Linked DNA regions of Mus musculus: region 2 is linked to region 1. Evidence: chromatin contacts called from public Hi-C data. All regions are on one chromosome and are shown on one strand. The core of a region is the stretch at or near the end of the contact, and the rest is flanking DNA. Distances in the headings are between cores, read along the strand shown.

Region 1 (5,258 bases), core at 1,470-3,969:
CACCACCATGTCAAACTAAATCTTTCTTAAAAGAAAAAAAAATATGTGCAATTTGTTTTTCATGTGGGTCCCTTAACAATTAGAGTAGAGGCTGTCTCTGACTCTGTTGCCTGCCTTTGGATCCCTTTCCCATAGCTGGGCTGCCTTGTCTGGCCCCGGGGGGGGGGGGGTGTACTTAATCCTACTGTGACTTGATGTGCCAGGGTGGACTGGTACCACAAGGGAACTCCTCTTCTTTGAGGAAAAGGGGATGGGGACTGGGGAGGGGTGGGAGGATGGGACTGGGAGGGGAGGAGGCAGGGGGCTGTAATCAGGCTGTAAATTGAATAAATAAATTGATGAGAGAAAAAAAAGAAAGAAAAGAGATTAAGTAATAGAACAAGCCAAGTGCTGGTACACCTGTAATCTCAGCACCCCGGAGGCTGAGACAGTAGGATTGCCATGAATTCAACATCAGGAATTGCTGCATAGCCAGACTGCCTCAAACCCTCCCCCAACACACATGTATATACACATATATTGAGATGGTTTGCCAGGTATGAATACGTGTCACCAACCTGATGACCTGAGTTCAGTTCCCAGGACCAACATGGTATAAGGAAAGAATTGATGCTAGAGAAAGACCTCTGATCTACGCACGCGCGCGCGCGCACACACACACACATACATGCACATACACACATGCACACAGATATACACACATGTAAACACACATGCACACACATATATATACATATACACATATGTACACATGTACACATACATACAAATACACACATACATATAAACACACATACATGCACACACACATACATATACATGCACATACACACATGCACACAGACATACACACATGTAAACACACATGCACACATATACACATATACACACACATATATATACATGTACACATACATGCAAATACATACACATGTGCACGCACATACACACATACATACAAATACACACATACATATAAACACACTTATATGCACACACATACACACATGAATATATGGATACATACACACACATACACACACACGCACATACATACAGAGAATAATAAACAAATGTAATTTTAAAATTTTCAATGAAAACAGAAATGAAACAGCAGACTAGGCACAGGGCTCCTATGGGGAGGCCATGTGCTCAGCATTCAGAACGCAGATCTTGGAGCCAGGCTCTGCTGCACCACTTCCTGGCTAAGCAACCCTAGGAAAGTCAGTCAGCCTCTCTGTGTCTTGGCTTAGCTGTAGGGAGAGATACAGGCCCCTCTCCTGGGAGAGATGATGTGTGTGAGACACTGGGGCTGCAGCTGGTGCTCCGTTGTCACTCCAATGGTCGTAAAAGAAGTCACCTGAGACTACAGCAGAGGTGGCAAAGCCAGTGTGATGTCATTCCACCACAGAACGTACAACTACCTGGACAAAAAGCATTTGATGATCCGAACATGTCCAAGTCCACTACTCAAAGTCACACAGTTGCTGGCTGTGATGAGGGAGAGGAGGGGCTGGTGTAGACAGCCAACTCCTGTCCCTGACACCTCGGGCCACCAAGCAGCCTCCGTGTCCAGACCTCTGGGTTGCTCATTAATCTTCACCCCACCCCCTCAGCCCAGATGTGCACCCTGTCCCCAGGACAAAGGGACCTTTCTGCTGAGGTGGGTGGCCCAGATGTTCACCCTGTTCCCAGGACAAAGGGACCTTTCTGCTGAGGTGGGTGGAGCCTCTGACACTTGCCAGCCACCCTCGGTCACAAGCCTCACCTCATTCCCTTCCTTGCATGAGGTAAGAACAAGATCCAGGCAGGTTAAGCCACCAGGGATCAAGGTCTTCCCATACACAACACAGCATGGCTCCTTGGCCAAGTTCAAAGACTCCCCATCCCTAACCAAGAAGTTCGACCCCTGGAAACCAGAGAATCCCACCTTAGGGCATTATTTCCATCAGCCACCCTGGGCCATACCATCCTCTCAGGAAGGCCACTGTCCTGGGGTAACCACGTCCTCTCAGTCTCTTGCCACTCAGCCCCCTCCCAAGAGCCCTTGACTGAACTTGGGGTGCATTTGAGTTTAAAACCTTTGCAGAGACACTTCCCCAACACAACTCATTCCCAGATCAAGGGAAGGAGTCAGGTGCAAAAAAGTTAATGTGACTAGATGGGTCAGCCATCTCAGAGACCAGGGACCAAGCTCTGAGGGACATTTAATCCGGGTGTGCCTCCCAAGAGACTTTAAAACTCACTTACAGCTAAGCACTGGGTGTAGTGCTGCATGCCTGTAATCCTGGCACTTGGGAGGTGGCAGCAAGATAAGGATATCCTTGGCTACAAAGGAAATTCAAGGCCAGCCTGGGCTACATGGTGAGATCCTGTCTCATAGAACAAAACCTCTTGGACTTTGGAGAAATGGAAAGAGTTTGTGACAGAGTTGAAAACAACTCTGGAGTGGAGGGGCAGAAGGGGTCCCCTCAGGGGCAGCTTGGGCTGGAGGAACAGAAGGTTCCCAAGTTACCACCCAGCTGCTCTGACTTCTATATGTTGCTGTAACCCCTAGGAGAAAAGAAACAACAACAATAAAACGACAATTTTGTCACCTCAAATTAAGCACCCACCTTACCTAAGAACGAAGCCACGTGAGACAGAATCAGGAAGGCCTCTTCTGCATGTGCCCTTGGGGTGTGAGGTTTTCTGTCAAGGTCTTCACTTGCCAGTGAGCCGTGGCCCGGTGTCTCACAGGGCATTTGACCTGGTCGGCTCCCCACATCCATTGTGGGGTCACCATAGATCGTGATAACCCCAGGGAGAGGCTCCGGCGATTGCCAGGTCCTGACCTTGGCTTGCTGGCTGATTTTACACATTAGCAAAGACTGTTTGTCCCTGGGAATGACGCACGGTGGGAGTCAGGGAGTCAGTGCCACCAGGAAAACCCAGGAGTGTTCTGGGAGGTCCCCACCTATCCAGTGAGGGTTGCAGCAGGTGACCTCAGGGGAAAGAACTTGACAGTTGCCTGGTCCTCAGCCAGTGCCACAGATTTGGACATAACAGCCATTCCTGGAACTCACTCCGTAGACCAGGGGGCCTCTAACCCACAGAGATCCACCTGCCTCTGCCTCCTGAGTGTTGGGTTAAAGGCATGTGCCACCACGCCTGGCTTCTTTTCCCTTTAAAAGAATGTTTTAAAAAATGGTTTTTAGTCAGGCAATGGTGGTGAACATCTTTAATCCCAGCACTTGGGAGGCAGAGGCAGGCGGATCTGAGTTTGAGGCCAGCCTGGTCTACAGAGTGAGTTCTAGAACAGTCAGGGCTACACAGAGAAAGAAATCCTGTCCTGAAAAACCCAGTAATAATCATAATAATATATTTTGTATTTATTTGTCAGGGGGTTTCATGTGTGCTCTGGCACACCTGCAGAAGTCAGATGACAATCTTGTGCGAGCCGGTTCTCTGTCTAATGTGTGGGTCCCTGATATGGAACTCAAGTCACCAGGCTTGGCAGCAAGTGTCTTTACCCACTAAACAATCCTGCCAGCCATTTTTTTAAGACTTTTTTTTTTTTTAAAGACAGAGTCTCCTGTATCCAAGGCTGGCTTTAAATCCACTGGGTAGCTGAGGATAACCTTGAACTCCTGTCCCTCCTGTCTGTGCCTCCCAAGTGCTGGGCTTATGGATGTTTGTCACCACACCCGGCCACTTTTTTTCTCTTTAGAGGCACAGTCTCTTTCTGCATCCCAGTCTGCTCTCAAACTTGCAATCCTCCTGCCTCATCCTCTCATGTGCTAGGATGACAATCGGGAGCCAACATGCTCATGTGACACCTCTGGAAGGGAGTATGTTTCGGGAGCAGTTAAATAAAACATGCTTTGTAAACCAGACTTGGTAGTGCGCAGCTTTAATCCTAGCACTCGGGAAGCAGAGGCAGGCGGCTCTCTGTGAGTTCCAGGCCAGCCTGGTCTCCACAGCAAGTTTCAGGACAGCCAAGGCTACACAGAGGAAATCCTACATTGGAAATCAAGACAAACAAACAAACAACAAAACAAAGCATGTTTTGTACCCTTGATGGTAAGTCCTGGCTCCAGCACCAGGAGGAGAGAAGACTGAGTGTCATTCCTGTCACCTGGCGGGGTTCCTCAGATGCAGATGTTGAACTCTGCAGCTGCTTCATTTCCTGTTGTAGGACAGCCGCCCTGGAATTGCGTGTCTCTGAGCATTGATGTTCTTCACTCTGATGACACCCGAGAAACATCTCCAGAGATTGTCCAGTGTCCCCCGTGGGTACAAAACTCACACCGCCCTGAGGACAGCTGTTCTGGATCAAGGAGGAGTGGGAAGGGGGTATATGCAAACGGGTTGGCCAAGCTGCTGACTGTGGGGGCTGGGGATCAGGATCAGCTGGTAGAGGGCCTTCCCAGCATTCTCGAGGACCTGAGTCTGATCCCCCGTACCATGTGAAGTGGGCACGGTTGGCACGCGCCTGTAATCCCAGCATTCTGAAGGTGGGGGCAGGAGAATCGGGAGTTGAAGAGCATCTTTAGCTACTCGGTGAGTCGGAGGTTAGCCTGAGCTACATGAGACCCTGACTCAAAGTTAATCCAAAAAATGAAATCTAGACCCTTCAGGTGTGTCCAAACTGGTTCTGCCCCGTTGTCACCTGTCCCCAGCCTAACCCTCCTCATCAGATCTGCACTCTTTAAATACTACAAGTCCCAAGTGTCCCCTGGGTTCAATTCCCAGCATCCTCAGCTACCCTCTGGCCCTGGAGACTTTCAGTAAAGGCTGTCCTCCAAGCCTATTCTCATCTACAAGGGACCAAGGGAGCCCACCCAATCGTGTGGCTTGACACGCAGGAACCACATGATATGGGACCAGGACCCCAGTGCTCTGGCAATGAAATGCTGGTACAGAGAGCACAAGGTGGCTATGCCCACACATGGGCTTTGTGTCGTCCTGGCTTACCTACCCCATGTCCCTGACCCACACCTGTGGTCATCCATGATGTGGATCAGAAGGAACAATGACACCACAGAGCAGAAAAAGAAGCAGTCAGGGGACTGGAGAGATGGCTCTCCCGTTAAGAGCACTCACTGCTCTTCCAGAGGTCGTGAGTTCAAATCCCAGCAACCACATGATGGCTCACAACCATCAGTAATGGGATCCAATGCCCTCTTCAGGTGTGTCTGAAGAGAGCTACAGTGTTTATTGTATTTAATGTACAGTACTTAGTGTATTTAAATATATTAAATACAATAAATAAACTA
Region 2 (5,258 bases), core at 1,491-3,990, 95 kb after region 1:
GTTTGTATGTGTGTATGTGTGTGTTTGTGTGTTTTATGTGTGTGTGTGTGTGTGTGTGTGTATGTCAACCTCCCAGTTCCACATAATCACCTTAAGAAAACCACAGCAGGGCGGGGGGGGGGGGGGGGAGACAGCTCAGTTGGGAAGGTGTTCGAGCAGAAGCATGAAGCTCCCCAGAGCCGCATGCGGCAGGGCTGTAACACCAGCACTGAGACATGGAAGTCAGGTGGTCCTGGGGGGCTAGCCAGTCTAGCTGGCAATGTGAGTTTTGAGTACAGTGAAAGACTCAACATCTCAAATAGGACATTGGAATACAACCTCTGGCCTTTCCACGTATGCACAGGCATGTGTACCCACCCCCACACGCACAGCACAGCACAACACACACACACACACACACACACACACACACACACACACCTAAGACAGCTGGTATTAGTCTTCTGCTTCAGAAATAGAGTGTCTGCCTCCCTGGGAAACCGTAAGCATTTACTCTCAACACACACTCCAGTTAAACAGGCCATTCGTCATGTCATCTTATCCCTTTTACCTCTTCTCCATCAATATCCTGGCCCCTCGTTATTCTGAAACCTTCTGCCTGAAGGACCTTTAAGCAGTCCGCTCTCTCCGGTCTTTCAGCTTTCCACCCTCCTGCTGCCTTGGGAGAGACTGCCCTTGGCTCTGCTGTGAACTCCCATGATCTCTGGCCCCTACATGGTCCCGGGAATGCTCAGACTGTGGCCAAATGTCAGTGACACAGGGACATGGACCATGGACCTTCGATATAGTCTCTGTTGTGTCCTCAAAGCACAGAGTGTGTGTGTGTGTGTGTGTGTGTGTGTGTGTGTGTGTGTGTGTGTGTGTGCCCAGTATATAAAGAGTCAACAAGTCTATAGAACTGATGTGAAGTAGGGGATCTTGCCTGAAAATCACACACTCCCACGGGGCACAGAACAACATGTGGCCAGGAGCCAGGCTCAGGACCCGGCAGCATTTACCCAGGGCGCACTAGGCAGCACCCAGGGGTGTTAATGGGTATGCCACGGTCCCTCTGTATTGTTTTAAAGATTGAGGGTTGCAGAGGGGTGGATCTATACAAAGGTGAGCCAGGACGGACCTTTCAGAAAGCACAGAAAGGGAAAACGTGGTTCCAACACCCCAGTTCCCCCGGGTAGGGGAGCCGAGCTCCCTCTCCCTCTTCTGCGCATCTGAGCATTTAACCCTTCACTGTGGAGAACACAACACAGACCTTGGCGAGGCCTGGGACTTGTTAGTGGCTCTCATGCGGGGAGGACAGGCCTGAAAGGCTCTGGGTAACCTGGGTCACTGAAGGGCTTTTCAAAGAAGCCACAGGTGATTCCACAAAAGCCTCCTTCAGCCATGCAGGTGGCCGGCTAGGATATTTAGGGATTACAGAAAGGTCATAAGTGGTGGGCAGGGAGCCACTGGCCCTCCCAGCTCTTTCATGTGGAGGTTTTGGTGGCTTCGGGTCCAAAACCTCTTGCAGTCTAAGCTGCAACCCCCTGCCTGAGCCTGCTTGTCTGCCTAGCTCTGAGGCTGGAGTCTTTCCAGCTCCTCAGGGCCTATTGTCCCTTGTGTGAGCTGTGCTCAGGGGCTTGGCAGTGTTCCACAGGGAAAGGATAATTAAGAACCCCATGGAAGGGCACAAAGGATGTATCAAAGCTCAGAGGGTGGACCATGTGGCTGGCAAATCAGGTGAGGAACTGATCCCACGGCCTGGCTCCGATGAACACAGGCCAGATTGGAAGTAAACTGGAGAATGCCCCGTGGCTCTTCCGTATGTCACCACACAGTTCATGATCTATCCCCCTGATCCCACTGAGGCCAGACTCCCTGAAACTGCTACAGAATCCCTGGCTGCACAGTTCCAGCCCTTGTGACACTGGCACCCACCTACCCTGGTGACAGGACCTGCCCAGTCTCCTCCTGAAGAGCCTCTCATGAGAAATAGGTGACGGGTCTTCAGGTAAAAGAGCTGGGCTCACGCAATATCACCTCAGTATAGCTTCTCATCATGGACTGCTGTAACAGGCCCTGTCCAACTCAGACCGTTAAAGACCCCATCAGCACCTGGGACTTTGGCACGTCTGAAAGAACGTTCCAGATGACCTGCATTGCCAGGAGGCAAGGCATACCACAAGAGCCACAATGGAGAGGCCAGGATGACATCATCAGGAAACGGTCCTAGGGCTAGCTTTCCTCGGACTCCTCAGGAGAGCAGCTGCCTTTGGCCTCTGAATTTCCACTTGTCTGGGAGTCAGCTAGAAATTCACAGGGATGCAGGGACCGACCTTCATGGGCAGTGGAAGCAGATTCCCTTCTCTGGCACCCACAGTTTGGAACAAACCAGAGAAGGTGACTGGGTGGCTGGGACAGGGCACTCAGCCACCAGGAAGGTGACACCCTGAGCCTGGGGAAAGTTCCCTAGAGGTACAAAGGGTGTTCAGCTCTGTCGGTGCCCCGGGCAGGGCTCTTCAAAATCAGGCTGAGCAGACACGAAGACCTTGACCACTAAAGACTTGTGTTGTCCCTGTCCTGGGAACCCCATCCCTAAGCCCTGGCCATGGGCACAGAGACATGAACACAACGTTATGGGAGAACGGAGAGACAGGGACTGGAAAGCAATAGGCCAGAAAAAAACCGCCCAGACTTGGGCGGAACACGCACCGCCTCCAACCCTGAGACTCAGACAGCCCAGGATGACCCGCGTGCACAGATGGCCATGCCGCCTCTAACGCTGATGTAACGGGCCCAGGCGCTCCCTGCAAACAGCTGGCTGCTTCGCATGCAGCCTCTGAAATGGCCCTGCGGGGAATCCGAGGATTCCGCTCGCTGGAGCACAGCAAGAGGCAGCATCCTGGTGTTGTGGATAAATAGAAATGGCTTCCATATGCCAGCCATAAAGCAGAGGAAGAGAGGCGAGGAGGGAGGGAGGAGAGGGAGAGGGTGGGCAGGAGAGGGGCGGCTCTGCCTCCACACGTCCAGCAGGGCAGGCCAGCCCCCGTTGGCCTTGAGGCCTGGAGAGGCAGCTTTGGGTAAAAAGCCTGAGAGCTGCCCTGGTAGGAGCTCTGATCCAAAAGGTAGCAACGAATGACTTGGCCTGATCCATGAGACAAGAACTGGAAGTCCACGGCACTTTCCTTCCAAACTGCCCTCGGGCCTCCCACACTCTTTAAAGGCACACCAGGAATGCCTGTCCCTCTTTGATGGCAAAATGCCCCTGCCACACAGTAAACCTCTTCCTCGGAGCCTCAGTTTCTCCACTCTGCGCTGGGACCTGTGCCAGCTGTGCTCCGGGCACAGCAGCAATAAATGCAAATACCCAGAAAGCACTCGGAGCCCGCTGGAAACCAGAGCCCACCAGAATGACAATGAGCAGCCGCGAAACTGCTTGCCAGTTGTCACTGAGAAGTCCCACTCCATGGGTGAAGCTGGAGGAGGAGAGAGGGGGTGGGGATAAAGCAGAGAGCACTGCTGGGGCGTTCACAGGGGCCATGGCGCTTCGATGCTCCTGGGCGGATGGCACTTTGAGGACTCCCAGATAGAAACCCGGCAGAATAAGAAGTCAGGAGGCACGCTGCCCTCTTCCAAACCTCTGCTTTCTGGTAACTGGTTGGGAGACGGGGTGGAGAGTAGATCCCTGGTATCAGCGTGTCTACTGAAGGCATATCCAGGCACACAGGGTGGCCTCTAGGGCCCAGGGTCCTCTCTAGTTCAATGGCTGGCACCAACTCAATGCCAGTCCTGCCAAAAGCTTACTTGGGCCCAAGGAGCAACAGAAGGCTCTGTAGGACGACTGCATGGGGCAAGCTCTGTTATAGAAGAAATTCTGGCTCGGAAGCGGTCAGGATAAAGCATCGTACCACCTCTAACTGTCTTCAACCACCTGACTGGGATTGAACGGCCAAATCTAAAGGGATTCATTGGTGCGGCTTGCCTTCCTAGGACTTGGCAGGCAAAGGGCCAGAAGGCTGAAAGCAGTAAACTTAAAAGGGAAGGCAGGAGGGAGCAGGAGAGAAACAGCTGGCCTCGGGAGTCTGGAAGGGGGGTGGTGCGGGCAGGGAGGGGACACAGGGGAAGGAGACCAACAGTATCACTGATGTTGTAGGTGAAACTGTCTGCTGTGTGCACCCCCCCAAAAAAAAACACACAAGAGGAGGCACTAGACATGTCTTATAACCCTAGTACTTGGAAAACAGACAAGCAGTGTGTTCTAGAACTGGGGAAGGGGAGCAGAGAGTGGGAAGCCCAGGCAAGAAGCATAAGTTGGCATCGCACAAGGCATATTTGGAAAGCCACATTCCAAAATCCAGAAGCTTAGAGAGTCACAGAGAATAGGTAAGGCTGAGGCAGGGGACTGACAACAGTGAAGCTGGCCACTGGAGGAGCAGAGCCCCTAGGGGCCATACCTTGACCCCCCTCAGGAGCTGGACTCTGCTGCTGCGTTCTTATCTCTTCTCTGCTGCTTCTGACAGCCCAAGGTTGTAGGATGAGAGGCCAGTGCACAGGCCCATTGACAGATATGGACTTGGGCTGCTGGCTTCCAAGGAAGGCTCTCCCCACTCAGCAGTGAGCCACCTGAGGACACACAGCCACGAGGCCCATCTTCTTCAAGCCTATCTATGCTCACTCTACCCAGGCAAGCTACGAGGTCCATTTCTGCCATGGCACGCCTGCATCAGAGACCAACCACAGTCACAACGTCCCCCCACCCCGCCCCCCAACACTATTCTGTGCATAAAGTTGTCTGGTCCTGCTACCCCAGTGGTTAGCTAATCCATACATGATATCACTTTCTTCAGGCCATGAATTTTGAGGCCCAGCTTGGACCTGTTAACACCTGCTCTCCCAAAGTGGGTCTCTATGCCCACCACTTACCCCTTGTTATCCTAGCACTCGCCTAGCAAAATGCTCAGAATATCACAAATATCACAAACATGTAAGGGCTCAAGACACACATGCATGCTCGTATACACACTAATCCATCCGCTGCTTCCTATAGATATCTATCAGCATCTATACAGACACCTGACCCATGGTTTCTTGGAAGTAGCTGGAATACCGTGAGACCTACCTCAGGGAATCAGACAGGAGTGCAGAAGAACCAGGGGCATTTTGGGCCTCTTTAAGAGGCCAGCAGACAGCCCATGCTCAGAAGGCAGACTGGCTCGAAACTCAGCCTGTCCAAGACTGCAGCTGTGTCCTGTCAGAATCCACATAGTCCCTACGCAGTGGCT

Evidence for each region. Hi-C and Micro-C count contacts between places; a contact is called where the count stands out from the background.
Region 2: a Hi-C map of liver shows a contact between it and region 1, with 1.8 times the contacts expected there. The contact joins the enhancer-like site here to the promoter of Sdsl in region 1. A contact is called at or near these places in 1 of 484 Hi-C or Micro-C datasets (liver), 2 of 115 datasets of contacts at active chromatin or transcription factors (both in embryonic stem cells) and 3 of 9 other capture datasets (adipose tissue, liver and pancreatic islet).

Annotation. Positions count from the first base shown.
Region 1 is chr5:120,470,106-120,475,363 of GRCm38.p6, forward strand. Sdsl (serine dehydratase-like) reads right to left here and starts at 2,720. Exons shown (of 9, transcript NM_001384254.1): 1 at 2,621-2,720.
Region 2 is chr5:120,564,666-120,569,923 of GRCm38.p6, forward strand. All of the region lies in intron 2 of Tpcn1 (two pore channel 1), which reads right to left. Among named protein-coding and RNA genes, the nearest start is that of Tpcn1, 21 kb to the right of the region's middle. Within about 2 kb of position 2,741, at least 174 of the 459 cell types and tissues checked have an H3K27ac peak or open chromatin away from gene starts, as enhancers often do. A contact at or near this core is called in adipose tissue, liver and pancreatic islet, where this site is marked.